3 separate regions of the Mus musculus genome follow, and regions 2 and 3 are each linked to region 1. A link is a contact called in public HiChIP or PLAC-seq data. All regions are on one chromosome and are shown on one strand. Each heading gives the region's core, a stretch centred on a gene start, on an enhancer-like site or on the middle of the called end of the contact. The rest is flanking DNA. Distances are from core to core; before and after follow the strand shown. Region 1 overlaps St14 (suppression of tumorigenicity 14 (colon carcinoma)). Region 2 holds the start of Tmem45b (transmembrane protein 45b). Region 3 holds the start of Nfrkb (nuclear factor related to kappa B binding protein).

Evidence for each region. HiChIP or PLAC-seq counts read pairs in DNA pulled down with a chosen protein or histone mark.
Region 2: an H3K27ac HiChIP or PLAC-seq map of embryonic stem cells shows a contact between it and region 1, with 6 read pairs. The contact joins the promoter of Tmem45b here to the enhancer-like site in region 1. A contact is called at or near these places in 3 of 39 promoter capture datasets (the HPC-7 cell line, hematopoietic stem and progenitor cells and stem cell-derived epiblast-like cells), 2 of 115 datasets of contacts at active chromatin or transcription factors (both in embryonic stem cells) and 2 of 9 other capture datasets (embryonic stem cells and liver).
Region 3: an H3K27ac HiChIP or PLAC-seq map of embryonic stem cells shows a contact between it and region 1, with 11 read pairs. The contact joins the promoter of Nfrkb here to the enhancer-like site in region 1. A contact is called at or near these places in 12 of 39 promoter capture datasets (the 3T3-L1 cell line, the C10 cell line, the HPC-7 cell line and 6 more), 3 of 484 Hi-C or Micro-C datasets (bone marrow-derived macrophages and embryonic stem cells), 14 of 115 datasets of contacts at active chromatin or transcription factors (the 230-238 cell line, the SCID.adh cell line, T-cell acute lymphoblastic leukemia and 7 more) and 4 of 9 other capture datasets (adipose tissue, liver, macrophages and 1 more).

The regions. Positions count from the first base shown.
Region 1 is chr9:31,116,821-31,121,052 of GRCm38.p6, reverse strand. The region is part of intron 1 of St14 (suppression of tumorigenicity 14 (colon carcinoma)); the gene reads left to right. Among named protein-coding and RNA genes, the nearest start is that of St14, 13 kb to the left of the region's middle. Within about 2 kb of position 2,057, at least 97 of the 459 cell types and tissues checked have an H3K27ac peak or open chromatin away from gene starts, as enhancers often do. A contact at or near this core is called in embryonic limb bud, embryonic stem cells, stem cell-derived epiblast-like cells and 1 more, where this site is marked.
Region 2 is chr9:31,462,262-31,466,493 of GRCm38.p6, reverse strand. It overlaps Tmem45b (transmembrane protein 45b), which reads left to right and starts at 2,256. Exons shown (of 6, transcript NM_144936.1): 1 at 2,256-2,328.
Region 3 is chr9:31,383,905-31,388,136 of GRCm38.p6, reverse strand. It overlaps Nfrkb (nuclear factor related to kappa B binding protein), which reads right to left and starts at 1,945. Exons shown (of 26, transcript NM_172766.3): 1 at 1,867-1,945. 1700023A20Rik (RIKEN cDNA 1700023A20 gene) reads left to right here and starts at 2,089. Exons shown (of 1, transcript NR_165167.1): 1 at 2,089-3,134.

The DNA of each region.
Region 1 (4,232 bases), core at 808-3,307:
TAAGGGGTCATTAGCCCAGTTTTAAGAGCGGGAGTCTGAGGCCCAATAAGAAGTATTTGCCCCACTGAGCTGAAGGGGCTCAGCCCAGAGTCCAGATCTAGGTCACACCCACTCCATCCCACAAAAAAATAAAAAGGAAAGGAATTATGCCAGGTAGCCCTCCCCACACTGTGTTCCTTCTCTTCTGAGAAGGAAGGTGTCTTGTGGCTGGGATGGGTGGCCTCTGTCCCCAGGCTGTGTTGGCAGCGGCCACTGTGGGCTTCAGTTTAGAGAGGAGGCACAGTAGAGACATAGGAGGAGCCTGCGGTTCCCTGGCAGAAAATCTTGTTTCTGTGTGTTGTGGACGGAGCCAGGTAGGTCCTGGGGACTTTCCCTCATGATCAAATCTGAATGGAGACTTTCTGTTTACTCAGTGAGAGCTACTTACTGGCCTCTGTTGGTGTTCTGTTCTGATGGGCTGTAGTTGATACATGGACAGAAATTCTGCATCCAGCATTCACATCTTATGGGACAGTGGACGCCAGTGATAGGGTCAAAGAGCAAAGATGGGGATGGTGCCTTAATGATTATGGGAGGGCCCCCATGGCAGGAAGTGAAGCCAACCCACACCACAGGTATCTTGCGACTTGGGCGGCTTAAAATAGACTGGCTGGAGCTGGTGAGCCAGGCTGCTTCCTTCACCAGTGGCGAGAAGTGGGTGGCTGTCGGGAAACTGGGAAGTGAGGGTGGAGTTTCTCAAGTGTCAGCTGCCCAAGTGACCCAGGCACTTGTTAAAACCTTTCCAGATCCCAGACGCTGCCCCGGCGCAATACTCCAGGGTCTGCAGACTGGGACAGAGGGGGGCGGGGCATCCTAAAGCTGCTGAAGGAGCAATGTTTGTTTGAGACCATTTCTTACTAGACAAGACTGGGGAAGGGCTGGCTGGTGTGTTCAACAGGGACCAGAGTGTTCAACAGTGCCTGTGAGCCAAAAGGCGGGCTTTTCGGTTGGCTAAACGCTGTGGCTAATGGCTGGGTGGGAGGTTTCAGCTGTGTGCTTTTTCTTTTTCTTTTGTGTTGCAAAGTTCCTCTTTGGATGAGAGTTTCCTGGGTTCTGGACTGTAATGATGATGGTTGGGGGAAGTCTGATATTGGCAGCCTGCAGTTGGCTGGCTGGTTCACTGGAGAAAGTCCTACAGGACTAATCTGGCAGGACAGACTTGGGGCCTATTGTGGGTTTAGTTCAGCTCCCTGCAAAAGACCAGAATGTGTCAGTAGACATTCTAGAACATATGAAAGTTAATTTTCCCCTTTATTCTTAAAAAAAATCCAATCAACCAACCAACCAAAAACAATGAAAAACCAACCTACTAACTTAATTAAGAACACTCTTGCTAAAAGATGTAAATGACTGTTTGGGCTTCGGTAAAAATGGTGCCCTTGGATTGAAGGTGACCTTGCTTTCAGTTTGCAAGTAACACTATTATCTTAGGTGAAGTGCAATAAAATGAGCTATGCTGGCTATCAGCAACCTGACCTCTGGCTTTTCTCTGACTCCACCCCTGTTGTCTATCAGAGCTGCCCATGCCCCCCAGATTCAGCTCTCCCCGTCTAGACAACAAACCACGGGTTCCGTTTCAGAATTCATTCTCTGTTCGGTTGACTGAGGCTGGCCTCTGGCTCTGTGGCACTTCTGGGGACTCTGGCCAGTATACCCAGAGCTGGCTGGCAAGATTATGGGTAGGCCATTCTTGGACAAGTGGATGTCTTCCAAGTGCTGTAGCCTGTCTTCTTGCCTTGCCTGTCACCCCAGTGCTCAGTCGTCTCCGTCACACTTTCGTTTCTTGCTTTGATAGTCACAGGGATATTTTACAGTTCTCAGCCCAGTGGTGCTGATATCACGGAACTGAAATCTGTCCCACCTGTTGAGTTGATACACTGAGTCACGGATTAAGTGAACACTGTCTGCCACAAATCAGTGACAGTTGGCAGAGGCTCATGCATCAGTCACCCCTGACTTAGTCGCAGATCTGAGCCACACACCTGTGTTCCCAAAAAGATGACATCATCACCTCTGCCCCTTGACCTTGATCTCCTGCTGCAGAGATGGGTTTGCCCTTATCATGTGACTGCCTTTCACCCTCCCTGAGAGTCTGAGTAATGAGGAATTGTTAGGGAACGAACGAATTCACCCAGATCAGACCAGAATAGAAAATGGTAAGTTTGCAGAGCATCCTGGTAGGATGTATGTAACAGAGATTAGAAAGAACAGTAACTTGAGAAGCACTTCTGCCTTGGGCAGTTGAGAGCCATCCTGAAGCCCACCAACCACCACCTGAGATGCAAATGAGGGCAGTCGTGATTGGTTGATATTTGGGCAGTCTAGGTTTACAGGCAGCATCTGTAGTGCAGGACCATGGTTAGCTTGGTTGACCACGGGTTAGCCTGGCCGCTTCCCATTTCTTCCCTGGCACAGTTAAGGGTGCTCTCTGGTCCAGGCTTCATTACTTAAATTCCCTGATAGGGACATTCCTTTCTGGTGTCTAAATGGTGATATGCTCTCTACAGTTAGCAGTATTGTTGTTGTTTTAAATATAAAATCGCTTACTAGTTGCTTTGTCTCTAATAGGGACCAAGCTCAGAGCTAACGATGGCACATTTGTGCTTTGACTTGCTGGTCTCAGACCCAGGGATGCTGTGAACCTCGGAGAGGCTGTAGCCTTATGATGAGTCTGACCTGGGAGAGGGAGCCTAACAAGAGGATTCTTTAGTTGATTTGAACAGTATTGTTGGTGCATTTGACTTTCCGCCGTGTTTTGTTCCCTACATGATGAAGTAAGGTGGTTGCGAGGTTCTTGTTTACATAAACAAATACAATATACAAATGAGGATTTTATTTGTCGTTTGTTTTGATGAGCTCTGGTCTTGAGGACCAGTGTGCTTGAAATAATAGAAAAATTGATGACTGCTCTTCCAGAGGTCCTGAGTTCGATTCCCAGCAACCACATGGTGGCTCACAACCATCTGTAATGAGATCAGATGTCCTCTTCTGGTGTGTCTGAAGACAGCTATAGTGTACCTATATATAATAAATAAATCTTTAAACAAACAAACAAACAAACAAACAAGGTGAGTGTGATGAATAAGACACCCAATATCTTCTGGCATTCACATGTTTGAACATACATGTGCACCCACATGCATCTGCACCTGCGTGCACACATGTACATACATATACACATCACACACTCCAAAGAAAGAAACTATCACCTTCAGGGTTTCCGTAGTCTTCCTTTCCTGGTTTCTGGACCTGGCTCGCTCTCACTCCAGGAAGTTGAATGGGAATTGATACTCTGAGGTCATGCTTGCAACCTGAGCCCTGGGCTTTCCCGTCTCATGCCCCCAGGGTCTGTACTGGGTTACTCACTTCAAGTCACTCAGTTCTCTTGTTTTCCTGGAAACTACCCTGGGCTCTTTTGTCTCAGGGCTCTGGGGCCATGTTATGTTTCTGGATACTCCGGCCAGCACCAAACTGAAGCTTGTGGGTAGGAAGAGGTACCATAGTTACGAGGCTTCTGTTTGTGGTAAGCAAGCACCTGACTTCGCAGCCCTGTGTTCTGTTTATACACCTGCAGGTATGTTTATAGCTAAGGAATAGAAACAGAGACGGGCACAGGTGTACTTTCTCTTCTGTTGTCTCTGGCTGTATAGAGATCATGTGTGAAGTTACAGCAGGGTGTATAGCGCTCTCTGCTCACCTTCTTCCTCCTCACTTGGTCCCCGCACTGGACTCTGGGACCAAGCGCACACTTGCCGGAAGTCCTGCCTCTGGCGGGAAGAGCTTGGCTCTTGCCCCAGTGTTTCCACTTTACTATCTTTGAGACCTTGGTCGGGCCGCTCCCTCTCATTCGGCCTCAGTTTCCTCTACAATAAATTGATGGAGTTATGTAAGAGGACCTCTCTCATGACTGCGAATGGAGCCAGAAAGCTGTGGTTATAAGAAATAAAAACAAACAAACAAAAAAGAGCAAGCAAGTTACTGATTAAACAGTTGTTTCTGGGTTGAGAAGAGCCCCAGAACTCTATTTGCTCCCTCAATTCTGGAAGGCGATCGCTCAGGGAGGCAGAAATTAAATTATGCATCTTCCTCGAGTGCTATGTAACTTTGCAGAAGTGTTGTTTGTCCCTGCTTTCTCTGTAAGTGAAAGGTTCCTAGGATTATGTGGGAAACTACACTATAGATTTAAAATACAT
Region 2 (4,232 bases), core at 1,007-3,506, 350 kb before region 1:
CTCCTTTGTTAAAGTCCACACAAGGACATATCAGATACCACTCTGTTTTATTTCTTTGTGTTATTTGGAGCGTTTTAAATTATTGCTTATTTTTATTTTACACGTATGGGTGTTTTGCCCGCATATATGTCCCTGTACAAATTGTGCGGTGCCTGAAGAGAAAATTAGATCCTAAGAGACTGGAGTTATAAATCATTGTGAGATGCCATGTGGGTGTTGAGAACTGAACCCAGGTCTTTGGGAAGAGTAGCCAGTGCTCCTAACTGCTGTGCCACCCCTTCATCCCTACTTTTGTGTTTTGAGAGTCCGTGAAGCCCAGATTGCCCTTGAACTTGAAATCCCTTTGCCTCTAGCTCCTGAATGGTAAGATTATACAAATATGTGTCACCACTTGGGAGTTCTCTCTTTATCAGAAAACAATTTGATAATAATTCATATTATTGTATTATTTCAAAGTTGATTTCCTGATACTTGTCACTACTTCATTGAAACTGTTTGATTTTTATTAAAACTGTTGATCAATGAAGTTAACGACCGTCAAAGGTATACTTTAAAAACTGGTGTGTCTTAATATTTGGATGCTAAATTTGAGCCAGAGGTCCTAAGTATCTCAGGGCTGGGGAGGTAGCTCCATTGGTAAAGTGCTTGTGGGGCAAGAATGAGGGCTTAGGTTCTGATCCCCAGAATTCATATAAAATGCTAGGCGGGAAGCGGGCTGCACATCCCCGTATTCTCACTGCAGACAAGAGAGGATCCCTAAAGTTTGCTTGGCCCATAATCTAACTGAACAGGTGAGCAAGCTCCATAGTCAGTGAGTGACTTCATCTCAAAAATTAGGTGGAAGGTGAGAGAACACACCCAACATGGACCTAGCCTCCGCATGTACATACACACACACACACACACACACACACACACACACACACACACACACACAATCTCTGGGCTGAGGATGCAGTTCAATTGGTATTCTTCTAGCTTGTACCAAACCCTGTGTTCAACCACTAGAACTATATAAACCAGACACAGAGGGGTGCACACCTGCAATCCCAGTGCTTGTGAGGTACAAGCAGGAGGACCAGAAACCTAAAGTCATCTGTGGCTCTATGGTAAGGTAGAGGCACACCTGGGCTACATAAGACCCTGCCTCACAAAACATAAATGAAACTGTCAAAGCATCTTTACCAACCAGTAGCTCTATCAATAAAACTGCACACGGCTGTCTCGAGATCTTAGCCTATAAGGAAAGTAAAACAGTCCTGAGCAGAAAGCGTCAGAAGGAACTGGTGACCAAGTGCAGCCTCTCCCTGGCTGATGACTGTGTAGGGCTACTCCCTTTCCTCTGTTTCAAAATCTGCAGGTGTGGACACACTCCAGGACGGGACCTGATCCTTTGCTCTGAGGGCTAGTCCCCAAGCTGAGAATACAGATTTTTATATCGTTTTTGAAAACACAGCAGCTTTTCAGAGGTTCCTCTGCTAGTATCTCTCCCTGAGTTCTTTCTCTGAGTGTGCAGAGAGCTTTAGTGCTGGCATTCTCTTCATGTCTTTAGGAAGTACAAGGGGCAGCAACGGTGCAAAATAAGGTCAGTCTCTTAGCTACAAGTGCTACAGAGAGCAGCCACTATTGCAGCATCTTAAACACCACCCGGGAACTCCTCTCATGCCAATCCAGAACTGTGCCCACCTGACAGATTTTTGTCAAACGTGCACAAAGAAGATTGATTGGATGGATGGATGGATGGATGGATGGATGGATGGATGGATGTAGAAAAGAATAGAATGGAAAAGAAGAAGCCCACGTATCATCCACCGGAGCCTTCCTTGGCGGTGAGTGGTCAGTGACTATTTGTCCTGCGTGTTAGCTGTGGTTTTCCTGGCTGGAGAAATTCAGAGCTAGTCCCACTCAGAGCATTCCCTTCCTCCCAGGCCAGAAATCGCTTTGCATAACAGGAAGTCTCCATAAGTAGTGCACCTGGATGATCCAGGAACCTGGCTGGGCTTTCGGGAACACACTTTTAAAGGAGTGCCTGTGGTCCCCGAAAGCCTCTCTGAAGCAGGGGACTCTCTGAAGCAGGGGACTCTCTGAAGCAGGGGACTCTCAGAAACAGGGGACACTCGGAAGCAGGGAAAAGGTGCTTGGAAGAAAAGTACTGTGCTGAGCCACCTGAGGTCGTGCTAGCAGCAGGGTTAGGGCCATCTGAGGTTGCCAGCTCCTGCAGCGGGCGGGGCCGGGCGGGGCAGGGTGCAGACGCTTGCACCTCCTGGGCACCCGCGGTCACACGTGTGACCGAAGCTGGCAAGTGGACACCTCTGAGGCTCGGAAGAGGTAGGATTCCCGCTGGGTCAGGGGCTCAGGGCCGGGAGAAAGGGAGGCACCACCTGGGAAGGGAGGTGAGGATCCGGAGTCGGATCCTCAGGAAGGAGACAGAGAAGCGCTCACTCAGATGGAGGGAGGGTGCTGGAGTGCAGAGGGAGTCTAGTACCTAGGAAGCCGTTGGTTAGCCCCTTCGGGGCTAGGAGTAGTCCTCCTCACCAGCTCCCCCCGGGAGTTGCTCCTCTGTACTGTCCCCGGGGTCCTGGAACGATTCGGGTCCACAGCGTTACTGCGACTAGGTGACTAGGTGCGAAGCCTGGCATTCATTCTCAGGGAAGCAGGCGCTCCACCTTAGGTGGTGTGCCTATTAAGGAGACCTCGAGTTGTTTTCAGGGTGCCAGAATGACTCGCGCTCACTTGCACCCCATCTGTCGCTAAGACTCCATAAATACAGGAACCAGATACATTCCTCAGGCCGGGAAGTCTGATAATGAGAGACGGTTGATAACAGCTCCTCCAGGCCATCGTTTGGCCTCCGCTTCTAAAAGCCAAGAGTAAAGCCTTGGCCTTAGCAAGGAGAGCCTGAAAGTGGGGGCACCTGCCTGAATCCAGAGGGACTGAGTGGAGACAAGGCCCACCGTAATGGGAAAAAAAAAGATCTGTACTTCAGCAGGGAAAGGTGGGGCCTCATAAAATGGAACTTTAAAAGCGTAAGAGCAGTTGCCTCGCCTAAGGTCTCAGCAACGGCTGCTGCTTGCTGCTTCGTTCCATCTTTCCTGCCCCCCACACACTGCTCCCCCTGTCGCCCTTCCCTGGGTTCTATTTGACTTTGGGATTAGCATAGTTATCAAAGCTGGGAAGGCAGATGCATTTTATCTAACTACACACCTATCTAAATAGCTACTATGGTTTATTGTTCACAAGCAACCTACGCTTTCGGTTTTTTTGTCAATATGAGCTTTCTACGCAGTAGAGACTGGATTTTGAACGCCAAAGAGGCAGCTCTTTATGACAGTTTGTTGGCTTAGTAATAATGTGGTCACCTGCTGTTCTATAGTCTCCGGAAAAGACAAGAGACGGATAGTACCGCTGCACTGAATAGGAACCACTGTTTTAACAAAGGATGAGCATCGAGCAAGGTTTTATCTGGTTGCACAGTACCTGTAATAGTATTACAGAAACCAAACGTTCTTCCCTCTTACCAAAGAGCTTCAGTTTGCTCTTGTTTAGGAAGGTGGAAACAGGTACCATGGCGGCACTTTCCTTTGTATTCTGTGGTCCTTTCCCCTGCCTTCCTGGTGGATGCTGCCTCTGATGGCCAAGCTGAAGCTGTTGAATCTCACGGGATGCATCAGTCACTGTATCTGGTGTCTTCCCTGAAATGTTTTTGGCTAAAGCTATGACTTAATCTTAGCAAATGTTACTTTGAGGTGAGCACTGGAGAGGAGAGAGATTAAGAGGATTTCTGAGTCTTCCCATTACTTCAGGATGGTATCAGCTTCATGCTCAGTTGTACAAAGTGCAGACACCATGTATGATCAAGAGACGATCAAAGGTTATCACTCTTTTGCTTGTTGAACACAGTAGGTAAGGACAGCTTTGCCACTTAGAAAGCTACCTTCATAGCTGAAGTACCTGAGATTGCAAAACTTTTTAATTATAGGGAAATAAGTCACTGGTATGTTAACAAAAAATAGGTAGCTATATAAAAACATTTCATTTCCATATGTTTTACAGATGGTCATAAGACAAACAATAAATTGCTTACAACATTGCACCATACTTCAGTGAAAAATCAGAGGACACACACACATGTACTGAACTCTGAACTTTTCTACCCTTTTGACCACCCAGTTCCTTCTTCCTAGCCTTCTCTAGAGCTAGAAATGAAAACAGATTAAAGTTTAACTCTTTAG
Region 3 (4,232 bases), core at 696-3,195, 270 kb before region 1:
GCACACACACACGCTGATGGTATTTTTAATTTAAGATTGTTTTTAAAAAGCCATTAACATTAGTAAACTCAGATACTAACTTATATAAATTATCTCTCAAGTCTTGTTTTTTAAAGCAGGGGGTAGGGTCCCATTCTGTATCCCAGTTTTCAAGTAATTCTTACAGCTGTGCTTATTATACCTATTATACAGGTACTAACTGAAGATCAAAGCTTGGAAATCGCTTACCCAACTCTTGGTTGGCTTGCCTGCAGATGTTAATATCATATACAATACTTCTTACATACTCTCAGTTTAAACTGTAAACACCTGATATGATTTTATTCATCCACATAAATTCCTAGGGCTCCAATCACCAGACTGTTATTAGCTGTCAGTGGCCAATCTGACCTTCAGATCCATGTAAGTTAATGCAAGCATTTCCCAAAGCTGGAATCAGTATGAAGCTGAGGCCACGGTTCTGAACAGTGCTAAGGCACAGTGAACTGGAACTCACCGCTGTACCTCAGTGGTTCCCAGCCTTCCCAATGCTACGGCCTTCGAGTTGTGGTGACCCACCTCCCAACCATGAAACCGCTTCTGTTGCTACTTCATAGCTGCAATTTTGCTGTTACGACTTGTAATGTAAATATCTGTGTTCTTCAATGGTCTTAGATGATCAGTCTGAAAAGGTCACTCAACCCCCACTCCAAAAGGGTCATGACCCAGCTGCTCTACATGTACTGGACTCTTATCACTATTACTGACAAACAGACCAACAAGCCCACAAAAGTGGGAAGAGCAACCAGATTCTACCCTGGGGCCGTCACTATCTGTGACATCTTACCTCACCAGGTGTCAGGCTCCTTACCTGTAGTTAAGGAGGAGTTGGACCAGGCCCTTCCTACCTTTCTTTTCTCTTAGGATCTTAAAGGGAATCTCCAGCTAAGTGAGCTTACATTAACAGTGAAGATCCTTCCCACTTCCCAAGTTCTCAAATGATAATGGGTAAGTCTGTAATATACCTAGAATGGAAGCTCTTTTCTGCAAAATGATTTCACGTTCTGACAGTATTTCAGATCAAGGAAAGATACGGCGAGTGTTACATGGACACAGCTGTGTGGTCCCCAGGTAACTGTGCGCGCTCATCGTCAGCACACAGAGAATTGAGGACATCCTGCACGCATGTAGCGCCTAAATAACTGAGTGAAAGTGAGAAAGGAGCAAGACACCTGCACGTAACAAAACTTAAAAAAAAGAAAGAAAAAAAGAAAGGAAGGAAGGCCGGCAGGCAGACCGACAGACAGAGGCAACCTGATGCTTAGAATAAACTCCTCTTAGCGTAAGTGGCATAGACAGCGTGCAAAGCCAGTTACCTCATCTGACAGGTGCACAATGTACACAACTCACTCAGAAGCTGCTTCCAATACCGGCGGTTGATTAAGCTACACATAATTATCTAGCGACAACCGCTGCCTTGCCACTTATTCTGCACAAGAACTCAAAATACAAAAACAGGGGCGCTGCTAGCGAGCCGGAACCCCGGAAGCTGCCGATTTCTAAGTGTTGGGGGTGTCCCGGGCTGCTTCGCTAGACCAGGAAGGCCTCTTCTCTGCACCTGGGCTAGCCCACCCTCTAGACCCTCGCGAGCAACCAGCAAGCAAGGACCTCGGACCGCAGCCCCACGTCGCCAGCCCCACCTGCGCGCAGCGCGCCGCGGCCCGCCCCTCCCCCACACGTCCTCCCCCTAACCCTCGCCCACCCGGCAGCCGCACGCCACGCGTGGGGCCCGCCGCGTGCCCACGGCAACGCCCCGCTTCTCCCTTTCTCCCCGCTTCTCCCCTTCCCCCGGCACCCACCAAACCCGACGCCTGGGCCCGCCCTCACCTCAGCAGAGTCCGCGGGTCTCACCCGGGGTTCGTCGGGCCGTGGGCTCCGAAACGCGCTCGCTCCCGCAAGGCGTCTGGGTACGCGCACGTTCCGGGCTCCGGCAGCGGAAGGGGCGGGACCTGTGGGGCGAAACCTAACGGCGGGGCGGAGCGTATTGGGCAGGACGGGCAGGGGCGGAGCCTGTGGCAGCACCTGAACCGCCCCGACGCGTCTGGTGCCACAAGCTACGTCGGTGCGGAGAAGGCACGATCCATTCTGTGCGGGGTTCTCCTGGCTCAGGAGCTTTGGAGGATAGAGCGATGTCGCCTTTTGTCAGCTGCGAAGCAAGAGCACAGTCTGACAGGCACCGTGCTAACCACCACTTCTTGTGTGACAAAATTTTTCCAGGGGATACTCAACACGACAAATCAAAATACCGAGACCACCCAAGTCCAACTTGGTGAACTACTATTGGGATTACTTGCAGGCATATGGGTGAGGGTTTACTTAACAAGAGCAGAAATGACTTAGCTGAAAAACCAAGGCTCACCCCAGCATGAGTGACAACTCACAAAAGCTGGGAACCTGAAACACTGCACAGCCTACAAGCAGCTCAACAGGTTGCAATGAGTCCTTTCCAGGTGCCTCAGTTGGTCTACACCTTTCCAGGCAGCTCAGCTGGTTTCTGCTGCCTCCAGGTAGCTGGTCTGGCCTCAGAGTCGACTTTGTAGCTTTTTCCCCAACTCAGAATCCTCAGTTTAGCGTCCTTCCATCTGAGAAGGTCTCTCAGCTTTTATCGTTTATTCTGGCAGAGAGGAGCCTAAAGAATCTGATCCGTTTCGGGGACTTCCTGAAGCTATTTTGAGTTGCTTAAAGAGCTTTTCTTGAGTTGTTTAAAGAGCTTCCCTGCAGAAGAAAACTGTTAGACACCACCACTCTGTCGGGAAGGCTTTGCTGAGGCCACCAGACAGTGGAGGACCTCTTGCAGTCTTGAAGGTTGGGAAATATAACACAGACTCTAACCCATGTCTCCAAGTCCGCACAACTTGCAGAAAGTGAAAACATCGACAACTTACTCTTATGATTCATCATTACGCCTTCTTTCTCTAAGACCGTCTTATTTAGAATGTCTTCTCAAGTATTCTACAGTTCACCCTCTGGTCCTGCGTGGGTTAGCCACTGTTCCTTCGGTTTAATAAACATGTCAGGGGAGCAGGGCATGCCAGGCATGTCCTTCTCTCAGTGGAAAATAGTGCTTTCCAAATAAAGCCAAATCTTTGCACCCATGCGCACGCGCACACACACCCACTGACTCTATAAGCGTCCTTGGATCAGCGGGGCATGGTGGCGCAAGCCTTTAATCCCAGCACTCGGAAGGTAGGCAGAGGCAGAGAGGCAGAGAGGCAGAGAGGCAGAGAGGCAGAGAGGCAGAGAGGCAGAGAGGCAGAGAGGCAGAGAGGCAGAGAGGCAGAGAGGCAGAGAGGCAGAGAGGCAGAGGCAGGTGGATTTCTGAGTTCAAGGCCAGTCTGGTCTACAAAGTGAGTTCCAGGACAGCCTGGGCTATACAGATAAACCCTGTCTCGAAGAAAACAAAAAACAAACAAAAAAGATGTCCTTGGATCCTGTTGGAATTAGAAACCACCAATTAGAAATGGCAGTGCAGCGTCACTCTGGGTGACCAGACAGGAGAGCATTAAAACATTACAAACTGCCATTTTCATTAGCCCTTGTTCTTAGAGCAGTTTTAGGGTCATACAAAATTTAACAAAGCATAGGTTTACCTCAACCCCCGCCCCCCCCACACACACACATACTCTTCACCCACAAGTGATACATATTTCTTTTTTTTTTTAAGATTTATTTATTTATTATATGTAAGTACACTGTAGTTGTCTTCAGATACACCAGAAGAGGGCATCAGATCTCATTACGGGTGGTTGTGAGCCACCATGTGGTTGCTGAGATTTGAACTTCGGACCTTCGGAAGAGCAGTCGGGTGCCCTTACCCACTGAGCCATCTCACCAGCCCCCCCCCCTTTTTTTTTTAAATAAACTTATTCTTTTTTTTTAAGATTTATTTATTTATTTATTTATTATATGTAAGTACACTGTAGCTGTCTTCAGACACTCCAGAAGAAGGAGTCAGATCTCGTTATGGATGGTTGTGAGCCACCATGTGGTTGCTGGGATTTGAACTCCGGACCTTCGGAAGAGCAGTCGGGTGCTCTTACCCACTGAGCCATCTCACCAGCCCTACATATTTCAAATAACTGACAGATCTATGTAATATTGTTTCACTGTCCACCCAAAAATTAACCTACTCATCCTTACAATTCCCCTCCCCTTCTCCCTCCCACCCACAAACACTGATGTTTTAAGTGTCT